Regions from separate parts of the Sus scrofa genome. Here region 1 is linked to region 2. A link is a contact called in public Hi-C data. All regions are on one chromosome and are shown on one strand. The core of a region is the stretch at or near the end of the contact, and the rest is flanking DNA. Distances in the headings are between cores, read along the strand shown.

Region 1 (6,862 bases), core at 3,864-6,363, 47 kb before region 2:
CTCCACTGTTTTCTGTGATCTTCTCCCAAATAAGCTATTTGCACTTTAAATCCTTGTCTCAGGGTCTGCTTTTTTGGGGGAGGAAGAGGGAAAGGGATACAATCAAAGGCCTAGAGAGAGTAATATTAACTTTACTCTGTTGTCACAAAGACTAGATGTGTGAAACTGCTCAGCACAAGGGCTGGCACATAGTAACTATTCAAAAACTTATAGCTGCTGTTATTACTACATGGGGACTAATATTATTCACATTAGCCCTTATGAAGTGGTTAGTGCTACCAAGTTCATTTTAGAGTCAGAGAAACTATCATTGAGACAGAGACAACAGAGTAGAGTTGCCCAGGAAACGTGGTCCTGAGCTAGATCTTTTGCCCTTTTGCCTCAACAAGGACCCTGATCTGAACTGAAAGAGCAGCTGGGTAAGTGGGTGGTGAGTCCACGGTGGTTCTTGCAGCTGACATGAAAGGGCCCTGACATATGTGTCCTTCCAGGCTTGGACCCTGCTGGACCGGAGTATACCAGAGCCAGCCTGGAGGAGCGCCTGGACTCTGGAGATGCCCTCTTCGTGGAAGCCATCCACACAGACACGGACAGTGAGCTGGGGTGGGGGAATGAGCACAGGGCAGGAGCTAGGAAGCTAGCATTTATCTGGGCGGCCCCCAGGAGAGGCCCTTCTTTGCTGAGCTTATGTTGCAGTGAGGCATTCACCAGCGTGATCTTGAAAGTGTCTTCTAGCGCTGTCATTTTCTGAAGACCGAGATGAATGATATTATTTCTAGCTAGCAGGAGGCAGGAGGATTCTCTCACCAGAACTGGTCATGAGTCTCACTCTGATTCAACACTAAAACTCATGCTGAGGTAATGTTCAAAGTATACTTTTGCCTGGCAGACAGGGGAAAGTCAGGCTGCTTTTTTAGGGTGAATGTGCCTGGCCTCAGGAAATTTGGGCTCCATTTTTGGGGCAGATGCTTAGGCAAATCAGGACTTCCCTCCTGCCCAGAGGATGAGCCCAGCCCTCAGTCCAGTGAAGAATGAGAATTTCCCCCTTCGGTAGTGATAGGCACAGGCAAGACCCCCCCCAACTCTGAATCCATCATGACCAAATTAAGCTTTTCTGAACAGCTGGGTGAGAAGATGGGAATTCCTCCTCATTTCTCTTCTATCAAATGTCCATAGAGTCTGGTGCTAGGCCTTGTATTCAGCATCTTGGGTAAAAGAAGAAATTAGATCTGACTCTGACCAGAAGAGTTTGCAGTTCAAGTGAGAGATGGCCATGTCTCATTCCATTTGGTTAGAAGCCTTCTTTTAACATCCAAAACCCACAGATTCATGATTCTGGAAGAAACTCATAAGTCGTATTATTTAACCTTCTTTCCCACATTCATTTCATAAGAAGCCAAAGTCCATAGCCCTTGCTTAGCTATTAATTAACCATTTTAATTAAAAAGGTTAAATCCTTCTGTTCCTAAATTTGCTAAATAGATAACTCATTGGTCCCCTTTTATCCAAGCTAGACCTCTCCGTCCCCTTCAAAGTTGGAACCTCTTCTAATGTGATTTTTTTCTAAATCATTCCATCTATTCAGTTGGTCTTTATTGAGCTATGTAGCAAGCACTGAGAATACTGCAATGCACAAAGCATCAAATAAGATCTCTGCCCACGTTGAACTTACAAGCTAATTGGGCAAGCATTCATTCACTTATTCATTCAATAAATAAGTATTTGGCACTTGCATGAGCCAGGTGCTGTGCTGATGTTGGGGACAGAACAGGAAAAAGCCAGATAAAGGCCCTGCTATGGTAGAGCTTACATACATGTAAACAGACAAGATAATTCCACCTTGAGATCATGATAATGAGGGCTATGGGAGGAGCATGACTTGGCAGGAGGGATGGAGTCTATTTCAGATAGGATTATTAAGGAAAGTCTGTCCAGGGAGGTGATATTTGAGGTGAGACTTTGTGAATGAGAATGAGTCAGCATTGGGAAGAGCCAGGAGAACATTCTGGGTGGAGAGGATGTGGGTGGGGTCAGGAAGGAGAACCATGTGGTTAGAATACTGAATGATGTACTGAGCAAGGCTGGGGAAAAAGAAGCAGGGCCAGGACTGGCAAGGAGTTTAAATTTTATTCTACGAATCAGTGAGATCAGGGTGATGATTTGTATGTCCTGAAGAGATTACTCTGGCTGCTGTGCAGAGAATGGGCTGCAGTGGCACCAAGAGGAAGCCTGCAGACTTATTAGAGGGTGTTTACAGTGGTAGCCTGGCTGAGACATGGTAATGGCTTGGGCAGAGGTGGTGGCAGAAGAGACGGAGAAAAGTAGAAAGATTCAAAATGTATTTTGGAGGGAAAGCCAATGGGACAGATGATGTGCCAAGGATGACTTCTAGGCCATTGCTTAACCCTGGACAGGTGACATTAAACAAATAATACACACTCAATTGCTTACAATAGTGATAGATAACATGAAGGAGAAAATCAGGGTCTTTGGCAGTTGGACTGACCTAGTCTGAGGGCTGAGGAGATAAGGGCTATAATAGCCTCTCCAATGTATCTCTTTGTAGCCAGCTTATATTTCTGCTGAGTCAGGAAAGCACAGATATATGTGGGAGCCTGGAAATGTGGTCCCAAACACACATATCTGAACTGTTGCTCAAAGTGAAATAGAGATTATTCAACAAGGAAATTTACCAAGTTTATAATAGTTACTAAACTATTCTTAAACACTTATCTTAAGGGATATTTTTACTGATTTTATTAAGCAAATGTGAGTATATTCTCATGAATTTATTATTCTATTCCCTTCAGCATGGCAAAACTCCTTTAGAAAACCATCTGGAGGGAGTTCCCATTGTGGCGCAGTGGAAATGAATCCAACTGGTATCCATGAGGATACGGGTTTGATCCCTGGCCTCACTTAGTAGGTTAAGGATCTGGCATTGCCGTGAACTGTGGTGTAGGTTGCAGCTGTTGCTCCAATTTGACCCCTAGCCTGGGAGGCTCCATATGCCACAGGTGCACTAGAAAAAAAAGAAAGAGAGAAAGAGAAAGGAAGGAAGGAAGGAAGGAAGGAACGACGGAAGGAAGAAAGAAAGAAAACCATCTGGGGGCTAGTTCTGCAGTCTCCTGGCGCTTAGTGGTAAAATGGACACCCATTCAGCTCAGAGAGGGGGGTGGTCCCCAAGGTCAGCCCTCAGGCTCTGCTGCCAGCAGACCCTGCTGTGGGACCTGGAAAATGCGCCCCTGCAGTAGAAGGTAACAGGGTTCTTCCTCCCTTCAGATTTGGGAATTCGGATTCCTGTTGGACATGTGGACTACTTCGTCAATGGAGGCCAAGACCAACCTGGCTGTCCCACCTTCATTCATGCAGGTCAGAAAGCCAGAGAGAATTGGTGTTTGGCTATCTCAGAGACTTGAATTGAGTCTTCACGTTGAGTCAGCCAGTGTGGGCCACAGGGGTCTTCCTTACAGTGTCCTTAGCTATGGTCCATCCAGCTTACTCAGCACTTACTGAATGAATGACTTTGGAGCCTCAGGAGGAGTGCTTGCAGTTAAGAGTCTGCTCCATATATGCTGTCCTCCCTACTTCTTAAGCCCTGCTGTGATCTAACATCATTCAAGCCAGTCACCTCCCTTCTTCCTGGGACCCACTTGCTGCATCCTCTGCAGAGCCTCAGTGTGGCAGAAGCAGACAGATGAGCCCAAAGCTAGCTAGCTGAAGGGCCAAGTCACTGCATGGTGTTTCCCCACACTTACTAAATTTACGTTCTCCAAGATTGTTTTTAAAATAATCTTCTTGAATACATTCAGTAAATGTACATTTCTTCTCTCTTAAATATATTCTTCTGGAATGTTCTTTTTGGGTATAGTCACTGAATATATGCTAGCATAACTTTAAATAATTTTAAACTTATCAAAAGCTAAGCATTAAGAGTTGTCTAGTCTTCTTATATTCTTCTTATGAATATTGCCAACCTATCAACTTTTCATACAGTAATTTTATTTTGATTTTTGACTACTAGGTTTTCAACCTTTTCCTGCTTTACCAAAATTTTAAAAATTTGAGAATTCTTTTGACAATTTTGAGTAACCACAAATCCAACTTACTAAATTTATCAATTTTTTAAGAACATGTTTCTTTTAATAATTTGTAATTTTTCAGTAGTTCTGATCAAATGGGATGGTTTGATTTAAAGGGGCTTTTTAAATTTCTGTGGCATTTTAGTTGGCTACTTTTTTTTTCTTCTTAATGCAATTTTAGAAGGGTTTAATTTGTGTCTCCCAGCTCCCTGTGCAGCTAGAAGGAGGTTGGCCATAGACAGTGTCCCAACTGTGGGGGAAAGGAAAGTCAACACACAGCTCAAACTTGGTTCCTGGTCCCAGAGGGGGGTTCCCAAGGTGAAGGAAGAGTCTGAAGACCCTGTAACGCTGGAGTTATGGCTTACTATAGACCTCTCAGCCCCAGCAAATTCGTTCAATGTGAATTATCAAAAATTTTTAAATAGTCCACAACAGCAATAACAAGAAACCCAAGTGTTTGTTGTATTGAGACATTTGGCAAATTCAATATATCAGTCATTAGGTGAGGCGAACCTCAGCACATTGGCTTTCAGAGATGAACCAGGTACTGCTACTGCCTCCCTTGATTGTTTCGTTGCTGGGTTGTGTATAATTAAGTTATAAGACTTGATTGTGTGGGTGATGCTGAAGAGGGTAAAAATGTGCAGACAGATATCCATTTTGATAAGTGGGGTCAGGATCACCAATTCTCTGCATGCCCCCATTTTCTGAAATAGACTTTGTATGATCGTGGAAGAGTGATCTCAAATTAAGCAATTTTGTTAGTAAATTTGGCTTAGTTATCTCAGGAAAATTAAAAGTTAGAGTGTAGTAACCACGCTGATTAATATTCTTAAAATGTGGCTTTGGGGACATCCTGTGTATTTGTAGTTTGTTGGAATATAAAATTCAATAGAGTTACAGTAAATAGCATGGAGGGAATTTCCATTTGTCTTGAACTGAAACCTTGGTTGTGTTTTTTTGGCCCTGCTCAGGCTACAGTTATCTGATCTGTGATCACATGAGGGCTGTACACCTCTACGTCAGTGCCCTGGAGAATTCCTGTCCTTTGATGGCCTTTCCTTGTACCAGCTACAAGGCCTTCCTTGCTGGACACTGTCTGGATTGTTTCAATCCTTTTCTGCTTTCCTGTCCAAGGATTGGTAAGTGCTACCCCTTTGGCTTCCTTTGACAGCTTGGGGAAAGTTCAAGTCTTGTTACCTCTTTAAGTCCTGATCTCCTGTGGTTAAGAAGTCTACACAAGTGTGGTAAAGAAAATTTAAGTAATGAGTCAATCAACCTGTTCCCACCTAGAAGGTGGCATTTAGCTTTCCGTGCCCTTCCCCTCACCCTCTACACTATTGCCTGATGCCATACTTGCTCTGCACACAGCCCTCACACACACACACACACACAGACACACAGACACACACACACACACACAGCCCCTGGCCTACAAGTTCAGCCTCAAGATGCTTTCTAGAAGCATTGGTATAGCCAGTGCATGGACCCATTCTCAGACTTGATGTTTCTCATAGGTCTTCCTTGCTAAGCCAGCCATTCTCCAGTTCCCAATAGACTCTAAAGCGAAGTGTTGTGGGGGAATCCCCATAACTGGGGTGAATCCACATGCCACTTGGAGGGGTTCCTAATTGCTTATTGACCTGGGCTTATTCCTGGATGATCCAGCCCAGTCTGGGGAGAAGGGCACAGGAAGTCTGAGGGAACTGCCTCAACTCCCCCTGTGCAGGTCATTGCTGTGAATATTCTGGGGTTATCCAGCACGAAGATGCCAGGAAAAGCTCCTAGCCAGTATATATGGTTCGTTCCGCTCCCTCGCTTTCCCCACTTCCACTTCTGGCTGCCACTGGGAACTGCAGCAGCCTGCCATTGCTTATATGAATGAAATGAATATCAGCTTGATAGTATGTTAAAGTAAGGGTGGTTTCCCATAATAAAGCAGAGCAAGATGACTTCCTACTGTGAGGCATATGTCGCTATTTCCCATAGGTATAATGGATCAGATGGTGTAACAGCCACTTCACATGGTCTGCCCAGCCTCCTTTGTCACTACACTTTCTTTTTTTTCCAAACAGCCCAGGGATGTAGCTACTCACATTGCCCAGAGTATTTCATGTTTCCTCACCTTGTATGCCTTTGCCCAGACTGTACTTTCTGCCTGGAATGTCCTTCTCTGACTTGTCAACTACTATTTTTTCAGTTCAAATGCTTCCTTTGCTCACTGCACAGGATACAAATGCCATTAAAACAACTGTCATATAGATTGTTTTGCAAGTTGGAGACATTTGAAATTTCTTATAAATACCTCCTGGGAATGGGCCAGATAATCTGAAGAATATATCTGCTGTTCACCTGTGTGTTCTTCCCTGACTGGACAAAGTTGCATGTATCCCAGGACTCACCACTGGACGTGGCACATCGTGAGCTTACAGTGGAGTTGTCTATAGAACAGATGGGTGTGTGAATCAATCAGTACATGGCTGGCTTCCAAGGAACCCTGAAATGGGCTCCTCAGGGCTCTGCTGTCTTTACTTCTTTATTTCCAGGGCTGGTGGAACAAGGTGGTGTCCAGATAGAGCCACTTCCCAAGGAAGTGCCTGTCTACCTCATGACCACTTCCAAGGCTCCATACTGTGGTGAGTAGGGCCAGTGTGCTGCCCAGCTGAGTCCAGGACTCCATCTGGGGCTGTGTCCAGCCCAGCGTGGAAGCAGAGATGGGAGGCGAAGAATTGGGGCAAAAAGTCATGGAATGGAGAGGTGGGGGCAGCAGCTACTGGTCT
Region 2 (6,312 bases), core at 2,169-4,668:
GGGGAGGTAAATGAGATGCTATGATAAAAAGCTAGATTGTTGCTTATTGTTCAGAATGCTCTCATGTCTTTTTCTGTAGTTTCCCTCTTTTGTGAAGGCTTACTAAAGTATACCATCATCAAAATTTTTAATATGTGCCCCGTCTGTACTTCATTTATAACTCATTTCAATAGAGAATATGAGCAGAATCTCAGGTATCTAATATGTTATAAAATCATAAAACCAAAAACTGTACTTGAGGACTGCCGGTCAAATATCTTCTCTAATTTAGTATCTCTCATAGTTCCTGTCGTGGTGCAGTGGTTAATGAATCCGACTAGGAACCATGAGGTTGCGGGTTCGGTCCCTGCCCTTGCTCAGTGGGTTAAGGATCCGGCGTTGCCGTGAACTGTGGTGTAGGTCGCAGACGTGGCTCGGATCCCGCAAGTTGCTGTGGCTCTGGCGTAAGCTCCAATTCGACCCCTAGCCTGGGAACCTCCGTATGCCGTGGGAGCGGCCCAAGAAATAGCAAAAAAAAGACCAAAAAAAAAAAAAAAATTTAGTATCTCTCTAAAACATCCCTGAGCAAATCTTCAAAGCTCTTCTTTCGGTGACAATAAACTCACTACCTTGTATTCTGTGGTATATTTCTGGACAAAAATTAATTTTTGACTGGGGTTTTTGAAGCAAGGTATACTAGGAAAAGCCACAGTGAGAAGGCAAGCTCCCCTCTCCTCTTCACAGGGATGTGGTCTTCTACAAGTTCATGGTAAATCCATCATATAAAAGATAGCTGAACCATTGAACAATCATGATGTTCTTCCATAGATGAGCACCATACAGTGCAGTGGGAGTTTCTCCCCCACATCTCAATTCCCTCCTTTGAACAGAGGAGGAGCAAACATTATGGATCTCATGAATAAGCATGTTTCCTAAACTGTCTTTAAGCATAGAGCTGTAGGTGACAAACATTTTGGCAGTACTCATAATCTATTTGTATTTATTACACATGTACTTGTTTACAAAAAAACGCATTTTTGGGGAGTTCGCACAGTGGCTCAGCGGTAACAAATCTGACTAGTATCCATGAGGACTCGGGTTTGATCCCTGGCCTTGCTCAGTGAGTTAAGGATCTGGCGTTGCCGTGAGCTGTGGTGTAGATCACAGATGCAGCTTGGATCTGGCACTGCTGTGGCTGTAGTGTAGGCCGGCAGCTAGAGCTCTAATATGACCCCTACCCGGGGAACTTCCATATGCTGCAGGTGCGGCCCTAAAAACAGCTAAAAAAAAAAAAGTATTTTTTAACACTTCAATTCAGGATCTTCAGAGTCCAAATAAAATAAAAACATGTGTCCATCACACATTTGAGTCTATACATTAATTCATAAACTCACACTGTTACTAGTAGTCGATTTAGTACTATCATCACCAATGCCAATTTTTTTTCCCACTGTGTGACTGGCAGTCTTATCTAGTTTCTATTTTTTTTTCCCTTGAGCCTTCTGATTACTTTCTTACCCTTCGACTACATTCTCCTGGTTTCAAGAAAGCAGGACAGAGGAAACTAAGGACAAATCTTTTGAAACACTCCATTTGCTTTCCACAGAGCCAGCGCTAGTATACCAGGTAAGATGCTTGCGCTTTGATGCTAAGCTCCACGTACAAGTCCCAATAGGGTGATATTATTTAAAAAATTCATAATCGCCTACCAAATGTACAGCAAGAGCCCCGAGGTATTTTTTTCGGAAGAGATCAGCCAATGGCCAACACCCACTTGCAGGCTGACCAGGCATGCACTCATCCTGATGAAAACCATTTCTGCTAATGCATGACTGTCAGCCTCCTCAAAAGGTGTCAGCCAGGTGTCTCCGCCCTGTGTTCAAGGAGACACATGTGGGCATTACTACCCATCCCTCACTGTCTGGCCCTCAAATTTACAGTGCTTGATGTCTTGGTCTGTAAGAATATCAATGGAACAATTGGGAATGGAAAAATGGACAAGAGCTATTCCTGCTCCATGCCTGGGTGTATATAGAATGGCTTTACCATAGAGTCTGTATAGTATATTCCCCAATATCCTTGATGCCCTGGGGTTACAGGAAACCTCCTCTGTTTTGGTACTCTTCCCTGCACATAGTTGGCATTTAGCAAATGTTGAATGCATGTAGAGGAACAAATTAATCTTATTGAAACATACGGTTTTCTAAAGTTTACAGAGATATTGCTGTAATTTAGGCATGACGCAGTGGTGTGTGTGTGTGTGTGTGTGTGTGTGTGTGTGTGTGGTCACTTCAGATCCAAGCTCAAGAAACACCCCACTCCTCCCAGCAGCAAGTGCACACGCAATCCTTTCTGCCAACTAAGATGCCCCATGAGGTACTTTTCTCATGGAAAATGCTAAGAAAGGGGAAGCAAGCACATGCTATTTTGGTTAGTTTGACTTGCCACATCCTTCCTCAGTGGACGGGGACATGACATGGAAAGGGACGCATTAGGAAATGGGAAGCATGGGCATGAGGAAGAAGCACTGGACAGTGACTTACCGGCCAGAGAGCAGCAGGGACAGACGGTCGATGGGTGTCTCACCCTCCACAGCGTAGGTCTGCTCCGTGGCCAGAGTGGAGACCTGCTCCTGACAGCAGCGAACCATCTCCTTGTAGGCATGTAGAGGCACCTGCAGGGGCAGGCACAGTGTCTTGTAGAGGAGCTCGAACTCCTCAGGGAGGCTGTCCTCACGCAGGCGGTACACCAGATGTGCCAGCTGGAGCACGCAGGCCATCGCCAGCAGGACGCTCCAGAGGACGATGTCCAGGCCACAGGCGTCGAACCAGCCCCACAGCACACAGCACAGGTAGCCCGTGCCCAGGAAGCCAAAGAGGTAGAAGCACCCATACATCCCGCTGCCCCCCATGAAGCCCAGGAGCAAGAAGCAGTTGGCCAGGTGGTAGACAGCCCCTTGCAGATCCTGCCTCCAGCCGACACACGGCAGCCCACGCCAGAGGAGCTGGCCCACCGCGCTGCTGTTGCTGCTCATCTTCGGGGCGCCTCGAAGGCTCTAAGCCTGTGCCCACATGCGAAATTCAGGAAATGGTTTAACCTGTCCTCTGGATGCCTTCTCACCTCCAGCTACAACCCACCAACTCAACTTTTCCTGGGAGGAATGCTTCCGGTGGCTTCAGGAATGAATGGCAGAACATAGTACACTTCCTGGAGAACTGAAAGCCTTTCTTTCCTCCGTCTGGCCCTCAGCAAGTCTCTCCCGCAGAGCTCCGGGGAGCTTCCTCTGCTCCAGGTTTCTTAGGACGGTCTCTTCACATTTGGCTCTTGGCAGGAAACCCAAACTGTCCCGAGGAAACAATATGACTGTGGGACTGAGAGCTTCAGCAGTGAGGGATAATCAAACAGCCACGTCCTGCTCTCTGTTGTCCCCAAACAGAATGAGGAGAGCCCAGCACGGGAGGCACATTTGTGCTCCATTTGGAATGCGTCTCTCTTGGCACCGGAAGAAAGGGTGACCCCAGACAGATACCATGTTTGGAATTGGAATCCAAGAGGTACTGGCAGTGAGAAAAAACAGGCCAGGCACACAGGCAGGCTGGCAGAGCGCTTAGCATACCTCCCCAGAGGACAAGATAAGACCTGGGGCCAGAGAGGGGGGCAGGGGGGATGGCATCATAGAGGGGTTTGGAGGAGTGGTGAAGGAGGGAGGGTGGGGGTGGGGTGGGGAGCCTGGGGGTGGACAAAGAAAAGTGAGTACAGAATTTACTGCCACATCTCAGGCAGAACACTGTCCAGAGACCCCTGCGGGGAGGGCCGGGGGCTCTCCTGAGGCAGAAGGACACATCAAGGTAGGAAAGTATGGGACTATTATCAGAAAAAATCCTAACAATGAGAACTGGAAAACCCCTTGAAGACCTCTATTAAGTCATATTGGAAATATCCGTGGGCATTTATTTGACATCCATTGAACAAAAAATAGGTGTGCAAAGCAGCCTTTTGAATTCTGACCTTCTCCTGCATGTATCTGGATCTAGTAATAGTTAATACAATGTTAATACATTGTTCAGACTATCACTCTACCCACTCCAGGACTGGCAAATAATAATAACCATTACCTGTTAAACCCCAAAAATGCCAGACCTAGATGAGGTACTTTACATACATGTGATTTAGTCATCACACGACCCTTCCAAATAAATATTATCTTCTTTCTAGATCTGAAAGAAACTGAGGTTTAGAGAAGTAACAAGTTCCCACAGGTAGTAAGTGACAGAGATAGGATTTGTTCCTGTCAGACTTTACTGCTGTGTCCCAAATAGTTTGCACAGTGCATGGGAAGACAGGACTAGAGCCATGACTCCCAACTCTACTCTCCCCAGGAAGTCTGAGGACGTCTGGGACCTTCTAGATCAACCTGGGGTCTACCGTGGGTCACCAAGAAGTAAGTCTGGAATAGGCAAACACTAATCTAGCTTCCAAGTAACTCTTGGATTTTTTTTTTTTTTTCCTCACTGCTGGTTAGCACTTACTATCATTATTCCTACAGCCACTGAGGTACCACGGGAAGTGGGGGGGGGGGCACCCAGTAACCTACTAGAACTATTCAAGAGCTCAATCCATAGGGACCTTTATTATACCTCTGGTAACTGGACTAAAATTAGTGAGAAATTAGGAATTGCCAAACATGCTGAGGAGTAGAAGTTTTCAACTCAACACATATTGAGTGTCTACTATGAGCCAAGCACTTAAAGAACTGAAGATTCCCAAGAGATTTCACCTCTCAAGAGAAATATAGATACTTGAGAAACAATGGCAGTTCAGTGTGGAAAGCACCGCAACTGAGTCAAGTTTAAGGAGAGGTGGCCACCTGGAAGGAAGACACAAGAGCTAAAAGGGGATTTGAGGTGTGGGAGTTGAAGTAACAAGGGAGATAGAGGCAGAAGAGCGTTTCTAGGCGTGAGAGCGGCCAAAGCATAGGCACAGAGGTATGAAAACTTAAACATGTTGAAACAAGCTAGTTTTTTAATTTAATTACAGTTACCTAACCAACAAAATGTGGATCTTATTCCCTTCTTTCTATAGTTGGGGGTGGGGGGAATCAGTGGTAAAGAAAAAGAGCCTAGACGGAGTTCCCATTGTGGCTCAGTGGGCTAAGAACCCAGCTAGTATCCATGAGGATGCAAGTTCGATCCCTGGCCTTGTTCAGTGACTTACGTAGCCAGTGCAGCTTGGATCTGGTATTGCTGTGGCTGTGGTGAAGGCCGGCATCTGAAGCTCCCATTCAACCCTTAGCCTGGGGACTTCCATGTGCCGCAGGTGCAGCTCGAAAAAGAAAAAAAAAGGAAAAAGAAAAAGAGCTAGAGAGCCCCTGGAGAAAGATGTCCCACCCCCAACCCCAGCCTTCACCACAACAAGGATTTGGATCCATGATGTCATTTAAGCAGTGGAGTTTGGGGTTTTCCATATGCTGCTTTTATGTCACCTGCCTGCCTCTCAGCCAAGCCACTCACTTTAGCAAACAGCAGCTGCTCATCCCTCCACTTTAAGTCGTGCACCCCCTTAGCTGCCAAAGTGGCTGTCTCTGCCAGCTGTGAGCCAGGAAATCAGAAACACAGGGACGGAGAAGCAACCAAGGCTCTGCCCAAGATAGAATTTCAAAGCAGGTCATCTTTCCCAGCAAGCCTGGCCAATGGGCTGGCCCTGACCCCTTAAAGAGACAGACAGACCCATTGACTGTTGTTCTCAGCCTTCTTTTGCCAATCCATGTATGTCCTCATCCGAGTGGAAGGTACTAACATTTAAGAAGCAGTTATTGTTTCTTCATGTTTTCCCATGATACTTTTCTTTTTTTAATAAAGAAGCTCAGAGAGGTTAAGGAATTTTCCCAAGATGGCAGAGCTAGTATGTAAATAGGGACTAAAGCCTAGGTTATTGTGACTCTAAATTGTATATTCTCTGTGCTGTACCACCTTGCTAGGTACTTTGGGATTTATGTGCGTCCAGATTGCAAGCTCGTTCATTGCTACTGGGGATGTGAGTATGCTGCTGGGGTAGCACCCCGGGTGCATAAACCCCTCATGCTGCCTGTAATGAGAGTGACAATGGATGCCAGTGGGACCTAGGCTGGGTGTGGGTCCCGTCCCACTGTTCTTATAAGGAAAGCCACAGATATGCAGGCAGAAGCACAGTAGAAAATATTTGGGGAGAATAAAGGAAAAGACACAGATGTCACATCATTGAGTTGATTCAATTCAATAAGCATTTATTTAGGGCAAATTATGTGCACCAGGAACAGGGGATAAAAGATGAGCAAGACAGTGATCACCTTCAAGG

What was found. A called contact is a pair of places that touch in the nucleus more often than the background predicts.
Region 1: a contact with region 2 is called in a Hi-C map of skeletal muscle, with 3 times the contacts expected there. The contact joins the enhancer-like site here to the promoter of POPDC2 in region 2. A contact is called at or near these places in 5 of 47 Hi-C or Micro-C datasets (heart right ventricle, psoas muscle and skeletal muscle) and 2 of 2 datasets of contacts at active chromatin or transcription factors (alveolar macrophages and skeletal muscle).

What each region holds. Positions count from the first base shown.
Region 1 is chr13:140,646,547-140,653,408 of Sscrofa11.1, reverse strand. It overlaps PLA1A (phospholipase A1 member A), which reads left to right. Exons shown (of 11, transcript XM_003483312.4): 5 at 492-593; 6 at 3,283-3,372; 7 at 5,057-5,224; 8 at 6,629-6,718. It also overlaps a transcript of ADPRH not described here. Among named protein-coding and RNA genes, the nearest start is that of PLA1A, 16 kb to the left of the region's middle. Within about 2 kb of position 5,113, at least 2 of the 83 cell types and tissues checked have an H3K27ac peak or open chromatin away from gene starts, as enhancers often do. A contact at or near this core is called in skeletal muscle, where this site is marked.
Region 2 is chr13:140,598,738-140,605,049 of Sscrofa11.1, reverse strand. It overlaps POPDC2 (popeye domain containing 2), which reads right to left and starts at 3,418. Exons shown (of 4, transcript NM_001144114.1): 1 at 2,523-3,418. The coding sequence starts at 3,013.